Linked DNA regions of Triticum aestivum: region 2 is linked to region 1. The links are chromatin contacts, called in public Hi-C maps. All regions are on one chromosome and are shown on one strand. The core of a region is the stretch at or near the end of the contact, and the rest is flanking DNA. Distances in the headings are between cores, read along the strand shown. Region 1 holds the start of LOC123096071 (protein DA1-related 1). Region 2 holds the start of LOC123096075.

Region 1 (6,327 bases), core at 2,001-4,500:
GGCGGCGCAGGTCGTGGAGCCGGCGAAAGTGGCCGTGTAGGCCGACTTGGCCGAGTAGACGCCGTTCGCGCTCCATCTCCAGATGAGGCAATCGGGCTCGGCAGAGAGGGTCGTGCCCGCGATCCTGTGCCAAAGCTGGAGGCATTGCCCGATCTCGTGGATGCCAACCGTGCCCTGGATATCTCGCGCCCAACGATTGTCCGCCAACCCATCCGCAACAGTCCGGAGTTTGCGACGGCGTTTGGGGATGCACGCGTATAGGAGCGGGGCGATCTCGCGGACGGACCGCCCGCCGATCCATCGGTCCTCCCAGAAGAGGGCGTCTGTGCCGCTTCCGAGCTGCATGGTAGTGGAGGCGAAGAAGAACGCGCGCTCCTCAGCATCGAATTTGGAGGTCGAGGCCTGCCCATGCCTTGGTAGTGTCCGTGCGGCTGAACCATAGCCACCGCGTGCGCAGCGCGAGGCTGGTGCGCGCGAGGTCGCGGACGCCAAGGCCACCAAGAGGGATCGGGCGGGCAACTCGCTGCCAGTTGACGTGGCAGTGTCCGCCGTTTGCCTCCGTGCGCCCGGCCCAGAGGAAGCCACGTTGGATCTTCTCGAGCGCCTTGATGGTCTTCTTGGGGGGGCAGAGCCAGCAGCTGGTGGATGGGGATCGCGCTGAGGATGGCTTTCACAAACGCGAGGCGCCCAGCCTTGTTCACAAGCCTGATGAACAGAATGCCCTAGTATTCGTTGTCATCCCACAGGCATGTACCTTCTCATATCATGCTATGAAGCTGGTCATGAATCAATGGCCTAATGCTATTTTATTACATGTCCTGAATTTTGCTTCATCCCCCAAGCTGATGATACATGAAGTTAAACATCCAGAATCGTATACGTTCTCACCTTTTGTGAGATCAACAAGTTACAGCAATGGATGTAAGTGAAGCACATCTCAACCAAATATATCTGCATGTGTTTTTTTGCTATAAAATCAATTAGTTAGAAAAACCAACACAGTAGATTGTTATTCACTGTTTCACACTAATGCAACATGCAATGCAAGCGCCACTCAGTGGTGTCAAGTGTCAACGAAAGAAAAACAAACTTTTCCAAGTCCACAAGCTAAATTATCGTGAAACTAGAGATGAATCATAATGTAACATTATAACAAATACCTCGATCTACTTGATGGCAAGATATCTGGCAGTAGGCTAGTTGCTGGAGTACTATCTGAGTGAACTCCCCCCGCCGGAATCTTCTGACGAAGAGGATGTTTATCTTTCAGACTTTCTTGCAGAGCCCGTGCAAGCTCTTCATCTTCTAAATGATCATCAGTATCTGGTTCATAAGTAAAAGCAAATGACAAAACATTAAAAATATTCTTTCTATCAACTTTACATATTTGGACATGCTCATTAACCTAGAACTGCTATTCCAAACTAAGAAACTTTAATGACACATGCAACTAGGTAAAAGAATCTCTAAACTAGAGATTATCAAAACTGGTTTAGTTGGGATAATACAAACCAATGGCCTTTCCCTTCCTTTGACCTTCCTCTGATAAGGATAATGCAATAGCACGATCAATGTCTTCATTGTCACTGGTATGTGTACCCTACAGTATAATTGGAACCAAATTAGCAACAGTGAAGTAAATAAAGCTGTTCATTTTATCTTGGAATCATGTACCACGTTGTGCGCCCTGATTTATATAAAAATGCAGTGGCTCCTGAAAAATAAAGCTGTTCATTTTATCTTGGAATCATGTACCACGTTGTGCGCCCTGATTTATATAAAAATGCAGTGGCTCCTGAAAAATAAAGCACAAATTGTTCGATCCCTTGCTATCTATGCTTCTGTAGCATTCAAATTTAAACTTCCCACAACTGATTTATCCCATGTGATTTGTCACAGAGAAGAGCAATTTCAAATTGAGAGAGTAATAAACAGACAAGGAAGCGCATGATAAAACGATAATATATGATAGTCAGAATTAAGATTTGGAGAATCATGATTCGCTTCTATGCATTTTTAGGAATGAACATTTTACAGCTAGTTATTTCCAGCAAAGAAGAAAAAGGCAAAATTGGGCAGTACATGTGACGTAGCGTGCTGGGTTGAATAGCCTTCACTAAAGTTCCCGTCGTACTGTCCTCTTATAACTTTATTTACCGAACTTTTAACAACTTTGCTCAGCCAACCCATGTATTTCTTTATTGGAGGATGAAGATCCATTTTGTCCACCCGATGATGAAAATCTATTTTGTTCAGCCGATGATGACGATCCCTTGGAGGGTGACGATCCTTTGGAGGATGACGATCCCTTGGAGGATGACGACTCATTTTGTGCATCCGAAGGTGGACGACCCTTGTGCCTGCAGCAAAAAGTGAATTCATGCAGAAATAAGCTAAGAGAGACCTGCAGCTGAGTTTCTTATTTGCATTAAAAGCCAACATTGGGAGGAAGTTGAATTTAAGGCTTTAGGCCTGCATCTCCATTAGTATCTCATTTAGTTCATTTTCCGCATAGATTTCAATAATGGGCACTGATGCTCTAGGATACAAACAGTGCATATGTTACTGAATATCTGTGACTATTGCTCGGAATCTTGTTTCATACTTCCAGTGCCTAGAGCAATCAGTCTCCCTCTGAAAAATGTGATTTTCAATTTATCAAATTCGGAGAACACATAAGCAAAAGGCTGTGCCATGTTCCTAGACAATCGCCACTCACAAATTTTATCTAGAACTTGGAGCAAGCAATTAGGTGAGATCTGCTTTGAAATGGAACATCTCAGGTACACAAAAAAAGGGGATAATGGTTCATTATCCATCTGAGGGTGGACTCGACAAGATATTTTGGTGGAAATGTCAACGGTAGGCTCCCAGAGGGATCAGATCATGAAAAAGAAGCCCCAGAACAGCATTGGAACTTGAGAAAGGGAAAGCCATGGCTTCTTACCTCAGGGAAGGAGAGGTACGCGCCAGCGACCTTGGATTCAGCAGAGCACGGACGGGGCTGGAACTGCGCGTGTGTGGGATGCTATATGAACCGCAATAACTTCCAGCCACACCGCGTGCCCGGTCTTCCGCGGCTATTCGTACTGCCTGTCGGCCGGAGACGGCCGGAGAGGCGCGGCGGAGTGCTCCGGCGGGGAAGAGAAGGGGGGCGAAACGGGTGGGAGGAAGAGGCGAGGAGAGCGTGACATGGACGGGCGAGTCAAGAAAATAAAATGCGAATCTGGTGTGGAGGCGAGCGACGCCTCTCCCCCCTAAGCCCTAACTAACTCCCATCCGCCCACCGCTCCGCGTCGCGGTCGCAGCGACGTCAACCCCCCGACGGTACCGGGAGGGGGAGGGAGGCGGCCCACATGCGGGGCCGTGGCGCAGTGGCGTCCCTCTCGGGCATTACGTCGAACGTGTTGGGGGCGTGCTAGTGGAGGGAAATCGCGTGGAAACGACGGTCCGGTCAATTTTGGTTGGATTTGGATGAACTCTAGATGAAAGAGTGTGACATATGTCTTTGGTGTCTATAAACTCTAGATGATCTCAAGGCTAAAAGAGTATACTGCGTCTAGAGTCACTGAACTTTGTCATGCATTTGCAATTTAGTCACAAGCTTTAAAATTGCGATGCACCGGTCACAAACTAAAAATTGGGGTGCGCCAATCAAGGAAGGTTCTTTGCAGAAGGAAGCAATTATAGAAACATAAAAGTTGGAGTATCGGCACTCGCCACTAAGGCCCTGTTTGTTTCAGCTTTGATTGGATTGATATCACCTGTGGATTCTCTTCGGTGGCAAAGTTGTTTTCTTTGTTTCAGTTTTGATTGGATTCAAATCACCTGTGGATTTGGCAAAGCTGAATCAACTTCACCACGAAGTACACTATGAGGTTCTTCAACAAATTGCACTGAAAATGAATCGAATCCGGATTCAACTTCACTGGCAAAAGTTGATTCAGAATAGTTGTTTGTCTCAAGTTCTAGACTAAGTTTCACGGGCAACTTTGGCTTCACTAACAAAGTTGTTTTCAAATAGTCTGTTTATTCCTAAATGTAAGGCTTTTTAGATATTTCAATGCGGACTACATACGGATGTATATAGACGTATTTTAGTGTGTAGATTCACTCGTTTTGCATGCTCCGTATGTAGTCAGTCCGCATTGGAATCTTTAAAAAGGCATATATTTACAAACGGAGGGGATTTGTTTTAGATTCTAGATTTAGCTTCACTGGCAAAAATGAATTTGGTGCCTGAAGCTCAACCAAATAGGGCCATGGAGCTTTGGAGACTAGCAGGTGCACGATGCCTAGAGACCCCTCTCGGGGATCCAGATGAGAGATTGGCATGTTGCCAACCCTTTTTAATCTTTTCTCTGATTTTTCCCTGTGATCGCTTTGATCATGCCACCGTTTTGTCACCCTGCTCTTTGCCGAATATATATGAAAGCCAACAAGTTGCTAGATCTCTCAAAATAAAAACCCTTCCACATCCATTCTAGCAAAGGTGTAGGGCACATGAAATCTGTAATGTTCCTTCAGATTCTTGATGTTATACTCATGAAACTAGAAGTGCAGCTTTAAAGTCAATAAGACAAAGTATATCATATCTAGGAAAGACTACGAAGACCTACGAGACTAGGTGCATGAACCCATGAAGAAAATGTAGAACAAATAATGGACACCTCCATTCCATTATTCATTACACATTTCTAAGCCAGAGAAATACATCCCTTGAGTGTTTTCACCACGATAGACTAAATCGACTTGGCCCTAGCGTCGGTCCTCGTGGGCGACCAAACCCTAGCCCTCTGATCCGCCTCCCCTCCCCTTTATCCCTCCTTGCCGCCACCCGAGGAACTTGACGGGACTATGCTCCGGGGGTGGCTCACCGAGACGGACCAGGCAAGAGGCCAAGATGGGGCCCATAAGGCCCATCAAAGGGATGAACTGACTTACGAGCATATTGCCCCCCAAGTTGTGAAAGGCGGTGACCTAGATCGCATCTCCTCCTTGTAAACCCTAACCTTCGCCGCCTATATAAAGGGAGGTTGGGGAGCTCCCATGACATCTAATCTTAGAGAATGTAGTAGTCTAGCCCATACCATTGTACTCCCTCGCACGAGGTATCTCACCATTATGAATAACAAGAAGCAGGATGTAGGGGATTACTCTTCAGAGGCTTGAACCTGGGTAACTGTTGGGTAATGTAGCAATAATTCAAAATTTTCCTACGTGTCACCAAGATCAATCTAGGAGATGCTAGCAACGAGAGAGAGGGAGTGCATCTTCATACCCTTGAAGATCGCTAAGCGGAAGCGTTACAAGAACGCGGTTGATGGAGTCGTACTCGCGGCGATTCAAATCGCAGAAGATCCGATCTAGCGCCGAACGGATGGCGCCTCTGCGTTCAACACACGTACAGCCCGGGGACGTCTCCTCCTTCTTGATCCAGCAAGGGGAGAGGAGAAGTTGAGGGAGAACTCCAGCAGCATGACGGCGTGGTGGCAATGGAGCTCGTGGTTCTCCGGCAGAGCTTCGCTAAGCACTACGGAGGAGGAGGAGGAGTTGGAGGAGGAGAGGGCTGCGCCAGGCCAGGGGTGCGGCTGCCCTCTCTCTCGTAGGGGGAAGGGGGTGGAGGAGGCGCCCTAGGGTTCCCTAGGGGAGGGGCGGCGGCCACAGGGGAAACCCTAGATGGGTTTGGGCGCCCCACCCCTGGGAAACTTGCCCCCCAAGCCGGGAGGGGTGGCTGCCCTAGGGGAGGCGCCCCCACCTCTCCACGTTACGTCAGAGGGGTTGGGAGGGGCGCACAGCCCCTTAGTGGGCTGGTGTGCCCCCTCCCCTTGGCCCATAAGGCCCCCCAACGCTTGCCGGGGCCTCCGAAACACCTTTCGGTCACGCTGGTCGTCACCCGGTACTCCCAGAACAATTCCGGACTCCAATACCCTTCGTCCAATATATCGATCTTCACCTCCGGACCACTCCGGAGTTCCTCGTCACGTCCGGGATCTCATCCGGGACTCCGAACAACCTTCGGTAACCACATACTATTTCCCATAACAACTCTAGCGTCACCGAACCTTAAGTGTGTAGACCCTACGGGTTCGGGAACCATGCAGACATGACCGAGACACCTCTCCGGCCAATAACCAATAGCGGGATCTGGATACCCATATTGGCTCCCACATGTTCCACGATGATCTCATCGGATGAACCACGATGTCGGGGATTCAATCAATCCCGTATACAATTCCCTTTGTCTATCGGTATGTTACTTGCCCGAGATTCGATCGTCGGTATCCCAATACCTCGTTCAATCTCGTTACCGGCAAGTCTCTTTAC
Region 2 (6,327 bases), core at 2,764-5,263, 290 kb after region 1:
GTTTTTTGGAGGAGTCATTGCGACAAAGCAAGCAATCTAACACACCAGCACGCAAAAAGCATGCAAAGAAGACGAACGGAAGAGGGGCGACGAAAAGGCGAATCTTTTCTAAAATTGTTTTAGAAGTGGGGGAGAGGAAAACGAGAGGCGAATGGCGAATAATGTAATGCGAGGGATGAGAGTTTATGATGGGTACTTGGTATGCCTCGGCTTGGCGTAGATCTCCCCGGCAACGGTGCCAGAAATTCTTCCTGCTACCTCTTGAGCTTGCGTTGGTTTTTCCCTTGAAGAGGAAAGGGTGATGCAGCAAAGTAGAGTAAGTATTTCCCTTAGCTTTTGAGAACCAAGGTATCAATCCAGTAGGAGACAACGCAACAAGCCACCGAATACCTGCACAAACAAACACCAACTTGCACCCAACGCGATAAAGGGGTTGTCCATCCCTTCACGGTTATTTGCAAAGTGAGACCTGATATAGATGGATAAACGGTAAAGTGATATTTTTGGTATTTTTGCTTTATGGAACAGAAAGTAAAAGATTGCAAAGAAAGTAAATAGGAAACTAAAATTGTAGATCGGAAACTTATATGATGGAAGATAGACCCGGGGGCCATAGGTTTCACTAGAGGCTTCTCTCAACATAGGAATTAATACGGTGGGTGAACAAATTACTGCCGAGAAATTGATAGAAAAGCGCAAAGTTATGATGATATCTAAGGTAATGATCATGAATATAGGCATCAAGTCCGTGTCAAGTAGACCGAAACGATTCTGCATCTACTACTATTACTCCATACATCGACCGACTCCTGCCTGCATCTAGAGTATTAAGTTCATAAAAACAGAGAAATGCATTAAGTAAGATGACATGATGTAGCGGGATTAACTCAAGCAATATGATGAAAACCCCATCTTGTTATCCTCGATGGCAACAATACAATACGTGCCTTGCAGCCCCTACTGTCACTGGGAAAGTACACCGCAAGATTGAACCCAAAGCTAAGCACTTCTCCCATTGCAAGAAAAACCAATCTAGTTGGCCAAACCAAATCGATAGTTCGAAGATACTTGCAAAGATATCAAATTATGCATATAAGAATTCAGAGGAGATCCAATAATATTCATAGATAAGCTGATCATAAATCCACAATTCATCGGATCTCGGCAAACACACCGCAAAAGAGTATTACATCGAATAGATCTCCAAGAACATCGAGGAGAACTTTGTATTGAGAATCAAAGAGAGAGAAGAAGCCATCCAGCTACTAGCTATGGACCCGTAGGTCTGTGGTAAACTACTCACGCTTCATCGGAGAGGCAATGGTGTTGATGTAGAAGCCCTCCATGATCGAATCCCCCTCCGACAGGATGCCGGAAAAGGCCCCTAGATGGGATCTCATGGGTACAGAAAGTTGCGGCGGTGGAAAAGTGGTTTTGTAGCTCCCATGGAAGTTTTTGGGACATTTGAGAATATATAGGAGGAAGATCTAGGTCAGGGGGTCACCGAGGGGCCCACAAGGTCGGGGCAGCGCGCCCTACCCCCTGGGCACGCCCTCCACCCTTGTGGCCGCCTCGTGGCTCTTCTGACTTGCACTCCAAGTCTCCTGGGTGTCTTCTGGTCCAAGAAAATTCATCGCGGAAGTTTTATTCCGTTTAGACTCCGTTTGGTATTCCTTTTCTGCGAAACTCTAAAACAAGGAAAAAAACAGGAACTGGCACTGGGCTCTAGGTTAATATGTTAGTCCCAAAAATCATATAAAATAGCATATTAATGCATATAAAACATCCAAAACAGATAATATATTAGCATGGAACAATCAAAAATTATAGATACGTTGGAGACGTATTAATGACGGATGGTTGATGATGACTCCGGAGCCCAGAACGGACTCCAGATCAGCCCTCCCGATGAAGAACAGGAGGTGGCGGTGGCTCCGTATTGTAAAACATGATGATTCCTTCTCTCTAGGTTTTTGCTAGATGAATAGGTACATATGGAGTTGGAGTTATGGTTGCGGGAGCTGTTAGGGGCCCACAAGCCTGCCCAGCGCGCCCTAGGGCACGCCCCCTGGGCTTTTGGCGCCCTGGTGGACCCCCTCTGGTATTTCTCTTTGCTAGTATTTTTTATATATTCTGGAATAATTCTCCGTAAAGTTTCAATGTCAATCCGAGAACTTTTATTTCTGCAAAAAAAACAACACCATGGCAATTCTGCTGAAAACAGCGTCAATCCGGGTTCCATTCAAATCATGCAAATTAGAGTCCAAAATAAGAGTGAAAGTGTTTGAAAAAGTAGATGCGTTTGGGATGTATCAGACGCCCACGCGCCCGCTCCATGTCCGCCTCGGGCCCGCGTGGCAGCCGCCCATCTACCTCCCACCGTCCACGTTTACGGTGCAAGCTTGGGCGAACCCACCTACCAGCCACCCCGGGCGAGCGGTCGTCGTCTTTTTTAGTGTGGAAGTCGTGGACCAGTGGGATTCCAGACTTCCACCCGCAGTGACGCGTGCCTCCCCGGCCGCAGGACGAGGCACGAGGTCGGGTCGTTGTCCGACCATTGTCGTCGCTCCCCCACTCCACCTCCACCTCCACTGCCCGCATTCCATATATCGCCGGACGGCGCCCCACCTCGTCAGCTGTTGTACATCAAGGCGGGATCTGCAAGAGGTACTAGGAGATGCGCACGCCACTGCCGTGGGGCGACGTGCACCTTCCCAACAACTGGCACCTCTCCATGAATCGGGTGCCCATCCCACCGGTCCCGGTGAGCGGCCGCGCCCGACGGGAGGAGATCAATCGACGCTGCGCCCGCCTGCCGTCGGACCTCATCGACGACTGGAGGTGCGCCATCGACTCGCCGCTCTGGGATACATGGCTCTGCGACGAGCATGACATCTGTCGGCAATCTTTCTTTGTCGGCCGTCCTTCGAGCCCACAGCGGGCGCGCTCTGTCCGCCCCGCGCGCGCTCTCAGCCTGCCCCAGCACCGCGGGCATAGGTTGATTCGCGGCCTGACTACTATGTCGTCGCCGTCACGACCCGAGCCAATGACGGTCGAGGAGGAGGAGGGCCTCATGAGGCAGGTTATGGAGGACTCCCTCCACACCCACGATGAGCGCCAATGGCAGGGCCTCACGGAGATAATGGCCCTGTCAGCGGCTGCCGACATCGCTTCCCAAAGCTCGACGCCTACGTCAAGGAGGAGGCCTGGAGGACGTGCGGGCAGAGGCGCCTAGGGAGGAGGAGCCGATGGGATGGAACCTGGCCTTGGTTGGGCAGTCCGGGACTTGGACGGAGATTGTGTCGTGCACGCCTGAGGTGGACGCCGGCCCGTTCCCCGCCACGGGAAGAGGTTGTGTAGGTGCCACCGCAACCGCCACAGCAGACGCCTCCGGCCTGGCAGGGGCCGCCAGCCCACCTCTAGCAGCCACCTCGATACGTCGACCTCACCGGCGACGACAACGAGGACGAGTAGGACGGCTGCTACGGAAGTCAATGGCGGCATCGACGGCGACGACCCTTATCTAGTTTTTTTAATGTTCTTTTTAAGTTTTTGTTTATATTAATGTGGTGAACTCGGCTATTGTGGACGTTTTAATGTTTTTTTATTATTTGCAATATTATTTGGTTTTTTTGTTAAATTTGAAGTCTGAATAAACGGACAGTTTGGGATGTGGCGGGTCACTTGGGCGCACCGGCGGTCACACGGCCGCAAGCGAACGGACATGTCCGTTTGCCATCCTTATATGGACAAAATCCAAACGAAACGGCTCGTTTGTGGTCGTGCATTGGAGTCACCCTTACGAGTTAATCCCGTGTATCGTATGCGTGTCCGTGTAGTGTACACGTCATAGTCGGTTTGGGTAATCTAGGTTCATACTATAAATATACTCCATGTAAATCCGGTACTCCGTAACTTTGTGCGTGCACATCTAGCCGCCTTCTACTCCGCACGGCCGGGTTTCACTTTCACCTTCACGCCCGGTGTTACTTTACAGCATCTCTTTATTTACTGCCACATCACCAACGGCCCACGGTTTCAAAAAAGAAAAAAGGGAAACGCCGCCGCTCCAACGGCTAGTTCCCCACAGCCGCTCCCGGATCGGACTCAAAAATCCATCGCCCAACTCGCCACAGCCAGCCAGAGCAGCCACAGCCCACAGCCTCGCCGCAGAACACCATCTCCGACGCCGCCCGCCGCTCTCGCGAGCTAGCTAGCTAGATCGTCGATCCCACCGGGCGCAGATGGAGATCCCCCGCAGCCTCGGCGTCCAGGACAACGAGGAGGAGGAGGAGTACGACAGCGTCTTCTACGAGGACATCGAGGCGCCCAAGTTCGTCGACCTCACCGCGCCCGACGCCGCCTGCCCCGCCGACGACCCCTCCTGGTTCTGCCTCCGCGTAGGTACGCAATCATCCTCTACCCTTTCACAAGCACAGCCCCTCACCGCCGGCGTTCGCTATCGGATCTGAGACGCAAAGACACCAAATTCGCCTCGGCGCTGATCCGTAATCCGTACCCGTACGATATGCAGGCTGCGACCAGAGTCATGAGCACGTCGACCCGGAGGCGCTGCACAGGAGCTTCGTCATGCGGGTAATTCACTGCTAATTCTCGTGTTTGATTGATGTGTGACTGAATTCGACGGCTGACGGAACCGAGTTCTGATCCGTTCCCCCCGCAGGTCATGGCGGCGAGGAGCCCCAACGTGCGGCTGCAGAAGGCCATCAGCAGGAGAAACCAGAGGTGCGCGTCTCTGATGTGAATTTATTTCCTTTCTCGCCGGCCGCCGGCCTGAATTGGACTGTTATTTAGATCGGATTTGTTGACCCCGTGCAGCTCGATGCTGCCGAAATGCCCCCACTCTGCGCCGGCGAAGCCGCCGAGGACGCGGATGACCAGGCTGAGCCTGGCGACGGGGGCGGCCGAGAAGGCGGCGAGGGACAGGCTGCAGGGCCACCGGATTCGCGGCCTGAGGGATTCCCCGGTCCGGACCAAGGCGGCGAGGGTCGACGCGTCCAGCGCGAGGAAGAAGGCTCTGACCACGCCCAGGAGCAAGACCGTGCGGCCGAGGCAGGAGCCCTTCCTCAGCGTGAAGTACCAGAAGGGGCCGGTCGCCACGGCGGCGGCGGAGATCAAGGGGACGGTGGTGAAGGCGCTGTTCATGACCACGCCCAAGAAGGAGACGCCGGCGAAGAGCCAGGCTCCTCCCGTGGCCGAGGTCTGCTCCAAGATGAAGAAGCTCAACCTGGCGTGCCGGGAGGTGCCTAGCAGGTACCTGTCGCAGCTGCCCACGCCGAAGATCGCCAAGAAGTGCGAGGAGACGGCGGCGGCGAAGAGAGTGCAGGAGCCAAGGAGTGGGAAGAAGATGATGATCTTAGGCTGTTCGGCGAAATGCGCCAATGCCGAAACAGATGGGGGGAACCGAAGTGGCCGTGAGAACATCAACGCGGATGAGAACTCGTGCAAACGAACTGCAAGGCGCAATTGGGGGCAAGAACCCAAGGAGGTGCTACAGGGATCACGGGTTGAGGTGGCGGAACCATTGCAGCCCGACATTCACGGCGACGACAAGGAGAATGCGCCGTGCGGTGATCAGCTCGCCGAGCAAGCCTTGAATCGGGAAGAAGAAGATGAAAACAGCAAGCAGTCGGAGGAGAACAATGAGAATGCTCCTCAGAAGGTACTGAAACTCTGACGTTAGTGATGTGGTTTGCCATGGTTTAGCTGTGGGTAGCATATGGTGAACCTGAAATGCTACCATGACTAAATGCAGGTGCTTAAAAGGCAGAACAAGGTAGTGAATGCGGAGCAGGGAGGAAAGCTTAAGAAGAATACCATCCTAAGGCCATTCAGGCTAAGGACTGATGTGAGTTATGATTGCATTGCATCCCCCCATTGCTTGTTTTTGTGAAGGTTTTTCACTCAGTTGCTGAAAGGCCTTTACTCTTTGTGCTGCATTTAGGAAAGACAGGTGTTGAAAGATGCAATTCCAGAAAGAAAACCGACGGTCGCCGAGAAGAACGCCATGCCAGTACTGAAGGACGAAAATAGACGAGTGATGATGGTAAGTTGAATCAGGAGTGCACAACGTTAGATTTCAGATTTCTTCGACTACCACCTGTGGTTACTCATTGTTCTATGTGCTACTGTGATGTGATGCAGCAAACTGGAAGATGCCCTGATGGAAAGGAAAGAGAAAAACTGGCTTGTGGCGAGAAGCAGGTGAGCATTTCCAGGTCCAGATCAATTTAATGGTGGTACAATTTAGAAACACACATGCTGAATTGTTTGTCTGCCCATGTTGCATATTCAGAGGAAACAAAT

What was found. A called contact is a pair of places that touch in the nucleus more often than the background predicts.
Region 2: a Hi-C map of leaf shows a contact between it and region 1, with 7 times the contacts expected there. The contact joins the promoter of LOC123096075 here to the promoter of LOC123096071 in region 1. A contact is called at or near these places in 3 of 5 Hi-C or Micro-C datasets (all in leaf) and 1 of 1 datasets of contacts at active chromatin or transcription factors (leaf).

What each region holds. Positions count from the first base shown.
Region 1 is chr4D:44,998,762-45,005,088 of IWGSC CS RefSeq v2.1, forward strand. LOC123096071 (protein DA1-related 1) reads right to left here and starts at 3,251. Exons shown (of 12, transcript XM_044517667.1): 1 at 2,948-3,251; 2 at 2,083-2,360; 3 at 1,513-1,600; 4 at 1,161-1,323. The coding sequence starts at 2,337.
Region 2 is chr4D:45,292,304-45,298,630 of IWGSC CS RefSeq v2.1, forward strand. LOC123096075 reads left to right here and starts at 4,014. Exons shown (of 9, transcript XM_044517670.1): 1 at 4,014-4,404; 2 at 4,535-4,596; 3 at 4,685-4,746; 4 at 4,840-5,683; 5 at 5,777-5,869; 6 at 5,966-6,067; 7 at 6,166-6,225; 8 at 6,317-6,327. The coding sequence starts at 4,245.